Regions from separate parts of the Zea mays genome. Here all the other regions are linked to region 1. The links are chromatin contacts, called in public Hi-C maps. All regions are on one chromosome and are shown on one strand. The core of a region is the stretch at or near the end of the contact, and the rest is flanking DNA. Distances in the headings are between cores, read along the strand shown.

Evidence for each region. A called contact is a pair of places that touch in the nucleus more often than the background predicts.
Region 2: a contact with region 1 is called in a Hi-C map of leaf, with 5 times the contacts expected there. The contact joins the promoter of LOC100216871 here to the promoter of LOC103653783 in region 1. A contact is called at or near these places in 2 of 25 Hi-C or Micro-C datasets (both in leaf) and 1 of 3 datasets of contacts at active chromatin or transcription factors (leaf).
Region 3: a contact with region 1 is called in a Hi-C map of ear, with 2.3 times the contacts expected there. The contact joins the enhancer-like site here to the promoter of LOC103653783 in region 1. A contact is called at or near these places in 2 of 25 Hi-C or Micro-C datasets (ear and tassel).

The regions. Positions count from the first base shown.
Region 1 is chr4:146,208,771-146,211,976 of Zm-B73-REFERENCE-NAM-5.0, reverse strand. It overlaps LOC103653783 (putative RING zinc finger and VWF domain family protein), which reads left to right and starts at 1,778. Exons shown (of 2, transcript XM_008680585.3): 1 at 1,778-2,268. The coding sequence starts at 2,044.
Region 2 is chr4:146,533,200-146,536,405 of Zm-B73-REFERENCE-NAM-5.0, reverse strand. LOC100216871 reads right to left here and starts at 1,646. Exons shown (of 2, transcript NM_001143260.1): 1 at 875-1,646. The coding sequence starts at 1,628.
Region 3 is chr4:146,513,462-146,516,667 of Zm-B73-REFERENCE-NAM-5.0, reverse strand. LOC103653786 (a long non-coding RNA gene) reads right to left here. Exons shown (of 10, transcript XR_002750540.1): 9 at 2,406-3,032; 10 at 1,994-2,271. Among protein-coding and RNA genes, the nearest start is that of LOC103653786, 7.4 kb to the right of the region's middle. Within about 2 kb of position 1,762, at least 18 of the 20 cell types and tissues checked have an H3K27ac peak or open chromatin away from gene starts, as enhancers often do. A contact at or near this core is called in ear and tassel, where this site is marked.

The sequences.
Region 1 (3,206 bases), core at 529-3,028:
TTGCCGAAGATCCTGAAGGAAGAAACACCTTCAGCGGATCCTCTCAAAAGCAATGCCGAAGCTATCACCTATAAAGCTTCAACACAGTGACTTGCCTCAAGACGAAGGAGTGAACCGACTTAAAGATGAAATGACCAATAAACCCATGATAGTTTGTGTCATGATTGTAACCGATTGTAAAGGGCATAAATGTAATTTCACACAGGCTGCGCCCTGTGCCTATAAATAGATGAACAGTACCCCTATACTGTTCACACTTTCTTGTAATCACTCGCGTACAACACTTGAATTTTTGCCTTCTATCAAGCCGAAGGTATAAATGTAATTAAATATCGTATTTAAATATTCAAGTTTGTATAATGATAATATATGAATGATATTATGATGTGCTTATTTGTGTTCATCTTTCATGTTTTATATATGTTTCATCTTTCATTTTCCTATAACCGTGATGATGAAGGTACGTCCTTCATGTCCTTCGTCCGAAGATCATTATATCCTAAGGAAAATAATGCTTCGAAAGACGAAGGACATTAACATTTAATATTTTGTGTTGCCTTGTTCTTGACTCTTAGCTTTTGAGAATAAGTCTCCAACACTAGCCGGTATCCTAGATCCTACAGAGGTAGTGTATTTTGAATAGACAACTAGATCTTACCCCCCGGGAGGGGTAAGATCTTAGGGTCGTCTTGGGGTCAGCAGACCACCAAAGACGGATCTAAACGACGTAGAGTCGAATAGGGGTGGAGGTGGATATGCGGAAAGATATAACTAAAATATGCTACATCTACTCCACAATAATGATAAAGAAAGTATTTGATTTGATTATAATACGTTTGGGGGGTTTTCAATCGACCGTTCCCCTTCATATATAGCGGGAGATTTGGACTCGTTCCTAGGTGATAGCTAACAAATGACACGTGATTAGATGGATAACCATGCACGGGATAAGGATTAATCGCCCGAGTTAATCTGATAGCGGGGGCGCGGACCGTCCGAGCCCTAAGACCAACTCCAGCAACACTCCCCATCCCACTCCGCATCCGCATTATACACGCTCTGAGTCACTATTTCGCTCTCCAGCAGCCTCCGCATCCGTCTCCGCAAAACAGACGCCGTGTACCTGCACTCCCCTTTTCCACGGTTTCTCTCTCCTCTCCGCAGAAGACTGCATGCGCCACCTCCTGCTCGCGGGCCCCAGCTGTCATAGACTGCATGCGGAGTGCAAATACGGAGTCTGCTGGAAACGGGGACGGATACGGAGAGGAGAGAGAAACTGTTGGCCGTGCTAAATACGGATACGGAGAGGGAGTCTGCTGGAGTTGGTCTAAGGCCGGACAACCCGCCACTTTTGGTGTTCAACAGATGATTCAACAATTAATATTATCGGGACAAATCACCCGACAACTATCCGATATCTACCCGAGTACTCCCTCCGGTGTACTATTAGTTGTCGTTTTGGACAAGATTTAAGTTAAATTTACAAAATTTTGACTACAAATAACTATTTTATTATTTAATTTTGAAACCTAATGTTTATATGCTATGATTGTCTTAACATGTATTTTTATAAATGTATAAATATATTAAGAGTTAATTTGTATTTTAACAAAAATATTGGTTAAAATTATATTTTGAAGACCGTTGTAATAAAACATCATAGTGAGTAATATACATTATCGGTTTCTTATTCGTCTGAATTATTACGTGGTCCATTTTATATCTCTCTCAAATTTTAACTACTCGTGTCGTCTCGGATGGTAACTGTTCCGTTTTCATCCTTATTGGCAATAGCCAAACCCAACCTGGCCACCTCCGCTGGGCCTGTCTCTCTCGCTGCACCGAGCCACCGAGGTGAAACAAAAGCGCACCCCGCCGCAACCCAGCCCAACCCACCGCAGCCACCGCTCTGCAATGGCGGCTCCGCTTCCCCCACTTCTCCTTCTCCTCTCCATCTCCCCCGCAATCTTCCTCTCGTAGTGCTGCTCTCATTCTTCCACCAACCGAAGGTTCTGCGGCCGCGAGAGTGCTGGGGGGCGAACAATGGAGGCGGCGTGGAGGAAGGCCAAGAGGGCGCTGGGCTCCAGCCTCTGCGTGCACCACCCCGCCGTCGCCGGCGACCGCGAGGACGGCGCCAGCGAGCGCCGCGCCTCGGATGCGCTCTCCCTCGACACTACCGCGGCGGCGCACGCATCGACGCCCAACGCGCCGGCGCCGCCGGAGGCCGGCGCGCTGCGGAGGTCCAAGTCCGGAGGCAAGTCCACCAATGTGAGGCCCATTTCCACCCTTCCCCGCGCTAGTCTGTCCCGTCGTTTTCGACTTTAGATAATTAGATTTGCTTTTGGTTTGCTGGCAACTTGTCGCGCGAGGGGGGTCGTGGGGATCGCAGCCTAGATGTGGAATGTCGAAGGTGTGAGAGACCGGCTAGCCGACCGCCTGGATTTTTTAGTTGGAAAGCTGGGTATTGTTTGGAGCAATGTGGCTTCATGGCTTCACCTCATCGCCTGTGAACGATTTGTCTCCAGATGCGGTGTTCTCATGGTCGGTAATTTTTGCATGATTTGATGGGCGGGCTCGGTTTGGATGCTCTTACCCGCGTCCAGCGTTCTTGGATGCATCTGATTTTTGTAATGCCGTGTTTTTGTCTTAAGCTGCGCATGCTAGTGGGGATTATTTGTCATTTGTTACCTTGTCCTTGAGTCGAAATTATCTCGTACTGTTCCCGCGGATTTGCTTGCTGGAGCATCTAATCTGTTCATGGCAATAGCCTGGTTTAACTGTTCCAATTTTTTTTTTCACGAGACCACATCGAAAATACATGCACCTTTACAAGATGATGCCACTTTCTATTGCGAATATTCCGATCCATGCTATTTTCTCATATAACTTTGTTCTCTCTTCCAATGCACGGATTCAAGGAATCCCTTAATTTTCTGTCTTCTCAGACTCAATTTCAGAGATTTTGTTGGGATTTCGCGGTCAGTTTGCTAGTTTTGCCTAGATGTCCTTCGGTCTTTCCGAGGCGCTTTGAGACGGGACAATTCCTCTTGCTTTGTGCTGTGTGATATGCATAGCTTAATGCAAGCTTCTTTGTTCCATTGCCTCAACTTGCTCCTCCCCGAAAGGGAAAGTTGGCTCGTTTGCTGACCACCAACCTGCCAACCTCCCATTGTGTTCACGTGTATCATCTTCACCCCTTTACTAAT
Region 2 (3,206 bases), core at 397-2,896, 320 kb before region 1:
GTTGAGCGACAGGACCAGGCTACCGATGTTCTGCAGCTTCCCCAGGCTCGTGGGTATGGGTCCCTGCAGGCTGTTCTTGAACAGATAAAGTATGGAGAGGTTTGTCAGGTTCCCCAGCGCAGGAGGGATTCCCCCGGAGATGTTGTTCTCGGACAAGTCTAGAACTCCTAGGCTGTGAAGCTCCCCGATCGATGGCGGGATGCTGCCCGTCAGCAAGTTACCCCTGAGAGTGAGTATGGTGAGGCTCGAAAGCTTCCGGATATCCGTAGGAATCGCTCCGTGGAATCCGTTGTGTGATAGATGAAGCTTCTGCATCGTGCTGGAGAGGTTGACGATGGAAGGCGGGAGCACGCCTCGGAAGCTGTTGGAGTCAAGGGACAGGTAGAACAGCTTGCTGCAGTTGGACAAGGAGGCGATCAAGTCCCAGTCATCACTTCCCCACCACTCGTCCTCCAGCCGGTTGCTCTCCACTGTTAGCACCTCGAGATCCTTCAGGCTGCCTACTTCCAGCGGCAGGGCCCCTTCAAGCTGGTTGTCGCCGAGCTGTATGTACCTGAGCAGCGACGCGTTCCCTATGGATCGGGGGATTCGGCCGCGCAGCTGGCAGTCGTTGAGGATCAGGTTCTGGAGGTTTGGGAGGGTGGCACCGATATCAGACGGGAGAACGCCTGAAAGAGCCTTGTTGCCGGACAATTCGAAGGTGGCAACTGATGAGATGTTGAACAGGCTTGCTGGGATTGTGCCGCTGAGATGGTTGTAGGCTAAATCAAGGGAGCTGAGCGCCTGAGCCTTGTCAGCCGTCCTAGAGAGTCTGGTATTTGGCCACTGAGTCTGTTAGTGTCAGCAAACAAGTCGACGAGCGATGAGAGGTTACCGAGAGACGCCGGAACACTTCCTGAGAGATTGTTCAGGTACAGCCCCAGGTACGTGAGCCTCGAGAGCGAGCCGAGCGACTGCGGGATCGCACCGGAGAGCTGGTTGGAGCCGACGTCCAGGACCTCCAGCCTCTGCAGGTGGCTCAGGTTGGCTGGGATCTCGCCCACGAGGCTGTTGTACTCCAGCTGCAGGACCAGGAGCCTGGAGGCGCCGGCGAGGGATCCTGGAACCACGCCCTGCAGGGAGTTGTGCCGGAGGTCCAGGTACGAGAGGCGGGGCAAGAAGCCGAGCTCCCGGGGGATGTTGCCCGACAGGAAGTTGTGCGAGAGGTTGAGCGTGCCGAGGAACGTCAGGTTGGCGAGGAAAGGCGAGACGGTGAAGGTCAGGTTGGCGGACGCCAGCTCCAGCGAGGTGACGCGGCCAGGGCGCCGCCGGCGGGAGCGGCACCCCACGCCTCTCCAGCTGCAGACGCCGGCGGTCGTGTTGCCAGCGGCGGTCCATGAGGTCAGCACCCCGTGAGGGTCGCCGGTGACGAGGTCCTTGAAGGCGAGCAGAGCCTGCTGGTCGTCGGCCGTGGCGATCAGCAACGCCGCTGGTGGAGGAGAGGCAGTAGCAGAAGCAGCACCATGTGCGGCGGCGGTGGTGGTATGGCTGCTGCTCAGCATGGAAGCAGCAGCGAGGAGCAGCACGCACATGGATTTGGTCGCCTGGTAGGGGAGGGGGAGACACGCTCCAGCTCTTTCCGCCTCCATTCTTGCGTGCTGTTCAAGTTCAACCATGTTTGATCTTGACGACGTCTACATAATGTCCTTGTTCCTTAAAATCCAACCACCAGAGCTCAAAATATCTCGTGCAGTTGCGTGGTTGTGTCGAATCCTGCTGTAGGAGTTAAACGCCTCAACGCCCAACCGTAGGAGATCCGCCGACTCCATTCTCTAGAGTTAAGAGTCTAGACTAGACCAGGAAAGAACGAGTCTGAGGCTTTCGGTTTCATCACGCCAGTTATCAGGCGCACGCCACGTCGCCGCCTACCAAGGTGGCCTTTCCTCTCCTCTTCACGCCTTTTTCGACACTACGAAGATTGCAGATACAGATGTCCAGCTCCTGAACAAAAACGCCATTGAAAATGTGCTCCTCTCTGTACTCTTCTGAGTTCAGCTTTGTTACCGTAGCAGTCTGAGTCAACACTTTCACACAAAGTCCACTCTTGAACTGATCAGAAAATATCGTGAGTTATTATTTAACTCACTTATTTTGTTGTGGTTCGTTTTATCACTCAAGGTCGTTTGAACGTGACTTAAAATTTTATATTTTCAAATAAATATTTTGAATAAGACAAGTGGTTACAGTTTTTTTTAAAAGTCAACGCATGTAGTATTACTCTGTGGGTTGTGGTGAGAGTGTGGCCATGCTTCATTCACCAGACATACCGGCATGCCACGTGATGATTTTACCCGCGTGCCGCAGCCCAGACACGGCACGTCGACCTGGTAGCCGTGCCGGGCCGGATCGGTCCGTTAATCTATCCACGTTGTCTGATTAAATCAGAAAAATAGCAAAAAAAACGTGCGAAAGGGGGATTCAAACTCACAACCTCCTGGTCCAAGGCTGAAAAACACTACATGAAGGAGGCTAACAAGTAAAACTCTAGTGTGTTGGTTGTAAATACTAAATATAAAATATAATATATATATATATACACACTAAGTTTTGCAAAATAAAAATATAATCGTGTCGGTCCGGGTCAGCACTACGGGTCAAGTCAGCGGCCCAAACACGGCACGACTTTCATGCCGAGTCCAGCCCGACACTATTAAATGAGCCATGCTTTGGCCAACCCGTCAGTCACAGCTCATTTAATCATCTACTAGGTAGATGCCCGTGCGTTGCAACGGTATACAAAATATTCAACAAATTGTTAGTGCACAAAAAATAACACCACATATTTCAGTTGCACCAAAAAACGATACATTCCCCGCTTGCAAGGTTAGGGCCACATTTTCTTCCTACTTTGCACCTCAGCGAACAACAAAAACCAAAGAACCATACAGTCGATAGACGCACTTGCACACTTGAAGAAATAGTTAACCATGGCATGGAACTCATCAGTTATCCTCTTGTCAAACCTTTAGGAAATGCAAGCATGTTAGTCTAGGAAGAAATGTAGCTTACGCCAGGTAAACCTGCTGATTTTTTGGGAAATAGTTAACCATGGCATGGAACTCATCCCCACGAACAGAGAGCATTCCCCAACATCTCCCACCAGCAACCACAACATCTTCTTCCCCATCTCTCTGTCTCTCACGCTCAACAAGCCACGCTAAGAACTG
Region 3 (3,206 bases), core at 513-3,012, 300 kb before region 1:
ACACTCGACAAATTAATAATCTAAAAAACCCCCAAAAAACATCAAAACATTTTTAAATTATAGGAACAACTCTCCAACCACTATCAATTACTATACTCATCGCTCTATCATTTTTCACTTTATTTTGAATCAAATTTACATGTTTTGTGAATGGTGAAATTCGAACTCACAACCACTCTCTCGCACATACCCTACTCTACCACTATACTAATACATCAATTGTGTCTATATTACGTTTTCATTTCTCGTGTATTATAACAAACTGAGGGTAATTTGATTATTTGAGACACTAAATGAATTCATTTGAAAATGTGATCAACTATAAACTTGCATAACTTCTCAAGATCTACAAGTTCTATTTTGATAGTTTCTACATCCGAGACCGTTTACAAAATTTGAATTTTAAATTTGAAAACTTCACATGAATTTTAATGATAAGATGATTTAAAATCAAAAAATTGTCAATTATAAAGTTTTATTATATTTCAAGACCTACTGGTGGTTTTTCCATCCGAGATATTTTAAATAATTCAAATTTTAAAATTCAAACATAGTTTTGCATGACAAGATGATATATGAAAACCAAGGAATAAATAATGTTGGATATGAATTATGTCAACACTATAGCAATAGAGAAACCAAATTTAGAGTACGTTGATGGAGAAGATATAGATCATATAGAGAATATTTCTTTAGGAGCGAAATTTAAAGAACGTTGCTGAGACAACAACTAGTGCTAGTAATTGGGTCGGGCCGGACGTCCCAAGCCCATCGTTCTTCGGGGCAAACGGGCTTGGCCAAGAAGGCCTAAAAGACTTTTAGGTCGTGCCATGCTAGTCCAAATAGTAGAAACAGTAGCCTAATTCGGCTCTAAAGCACGTCGTGACTTCGTTGGACCGTGCCGACCTAAGCCCGACCAATATATTTAAACCACATAAAATTAAGATATTACAACCATATAAAGTTTATAATTTATTAAACTAAAGATATTAAATAATGCTAGTATCATTTGACCACGTAGAGTCTAAATATTATAACAATATAAAGTTTATAGCTTACTAAATTAAAGAAATTAAACAATATAAACTTCATTGAACGGTAACGTTTAAGACCGACACATGTGTGTGGGTCATACGAGGAGCCCGACGGAACGAAATTTAAGACCCGCCGTAGGCCCGTCCTCAAGCCGTGCTGTCAGACACATATTATTTTATATCGGGTCGTACTTTAGACTCATGTTTTTGAACCGTGGTGAAAAAAAAACCCAGCCATGTTTCCGGCACTGGTCCTAAAGACCGATAAGGTCAGTCGATGCGGAACACGACGGTCTGGAGGCAATGCAAGCAACCGAACGACGCGTCGACGGGCTTCACGGGTCCCCTTGCCTCCGTCACTGGCGGCGTCGCCGATATGACCCTGACCACGTCCTCCTCCCCGCGCTTCTGGTTGGCGGGCTAGTGCCCAAGGCGGAGGAGGCGTACAGTCCAGGGGCGACTCTCACAACATCATTTTGCTGCGAGGAATGCCTCCTCCGCTACAGTCTCGGCAGATGCTCGTGGTCGATCTGCGCGGCGTCAGCGAGAACAAGTCCGGCGTCTTCTTGATCGTTTGACCGGCACGCTGGCTTTTATGGCTTGGCGGCAGGGACTTTGATTTCGGTTCCGGTTCGAACGCGGAAGCGAGGACGTGGGCCGTACGTCAGAAGGCCGAGCGCGTATTGGACCGCGACGCGGCAATCGCACGGTCAATTTGTTCCAAGGCCTGACGTGCTGGGTTGGCGAGGCCGAGCCGGGCCCGACCGTTCCTTTGGGGCCGACGGGCGAGGTGGGCTGGTTAGAGCCCAGCGGTCAGTTGTTATTAATCATTAACTAGATGTGTGCCCGTGCGTTGCTACGGAGTAAACATGCTATAATAAGATATATTGAGATGCAGAAGCATTAATTATCATTCAATGTTTTTGTTAGCATCTTTTTAAAGGTTAAGAATGTTTACATAACTATAATTTTATCTTTATTAATGAAGATAAAATCCATAAAAACATTTCGTGATAATTTGCTTTTCATGATAGGACAACGCTAGAGACATTGACCTAGAGTCCTCACATCGTCATCTCGATGTTGAGGCTAGGTATAGCCAAAGACGTCGGATAGGAGGTCCGAGACTTCGAGAGCCTATCGTGGAGGTCTATGATCTTAAAGAGTTTCTAGGTGGGCGACCGATGTTGATGGCCTCGGCGAAGCTGAAGAGGTGCAGCGCGGCGCCATTGATGGCCTTGGCGAAGGGGGTGTGAAGAACAAAAATACCAAGCATCACAATACTTGTTGAGCTTTGAAACCAATTTACACGATAAGTTGAGCTTCAAATAGAATGTCCTTCTTGAATGTAAAGTAAACATAAGAACATACCTGAGAACGATGTCCTTCTCGGCTTTACTAATATCTTTGTGCTTCTGAACATCGCAATTCATACAATACAAGGAAAATATATTAATTGGAGTTTGACAAAAGAAAAACCAAATATCTCAACAGCATTCATCAGACAGTGAAAACATATCCACTATTGCAAATGGAACCTAAATTTTTTCTTTTAAACAAGCAACAGTAAATTTAGTACTACACGAAGCAAAAGGAGCAGTTGCTACAATACAAATAGTCAAATACTATGAGGAATTGTTAATATCACAAGATACATGACTATTTCAGATCATAACTATTTCAGCAAGTTTTACCTCTAGCAGCTCACACCTCATAGATTATTTGCAACATAGAAGTTACAGTTCCTATCTTCCAAATCATACCAGTTCATAGAGTTTGATACGCTTCAAGGCTTGCATTAACAAAAATAATAAACTGGTACTGCTCAAAATCCAAATCTATGAGATCGCAAACATATGTATGACAAGCAATATATTTAGAGAGCAAAAACCACAGAGTGGAACTAAATGTTACTCCCAACTGAAGGATTCCAGGGATGGCATGCTTTCGGCGCGATCTCAAAGTTTGCTTGCGCTCGGGGATGATCCATGTGAGCCCCTGAGAAGAGTTGAAGCAAGCATAAGCAAAGTGGCAACTCCTAGGCCTCATATCATATCGATTAGCTAAAGAAGCTGTGATACAGAACAACAAACATATATATGACAAGCAATATATTCTAAGAGCAAAAACCACACAAATCTGCATTTTGTAAGCACAGCTCAAACTGAATCA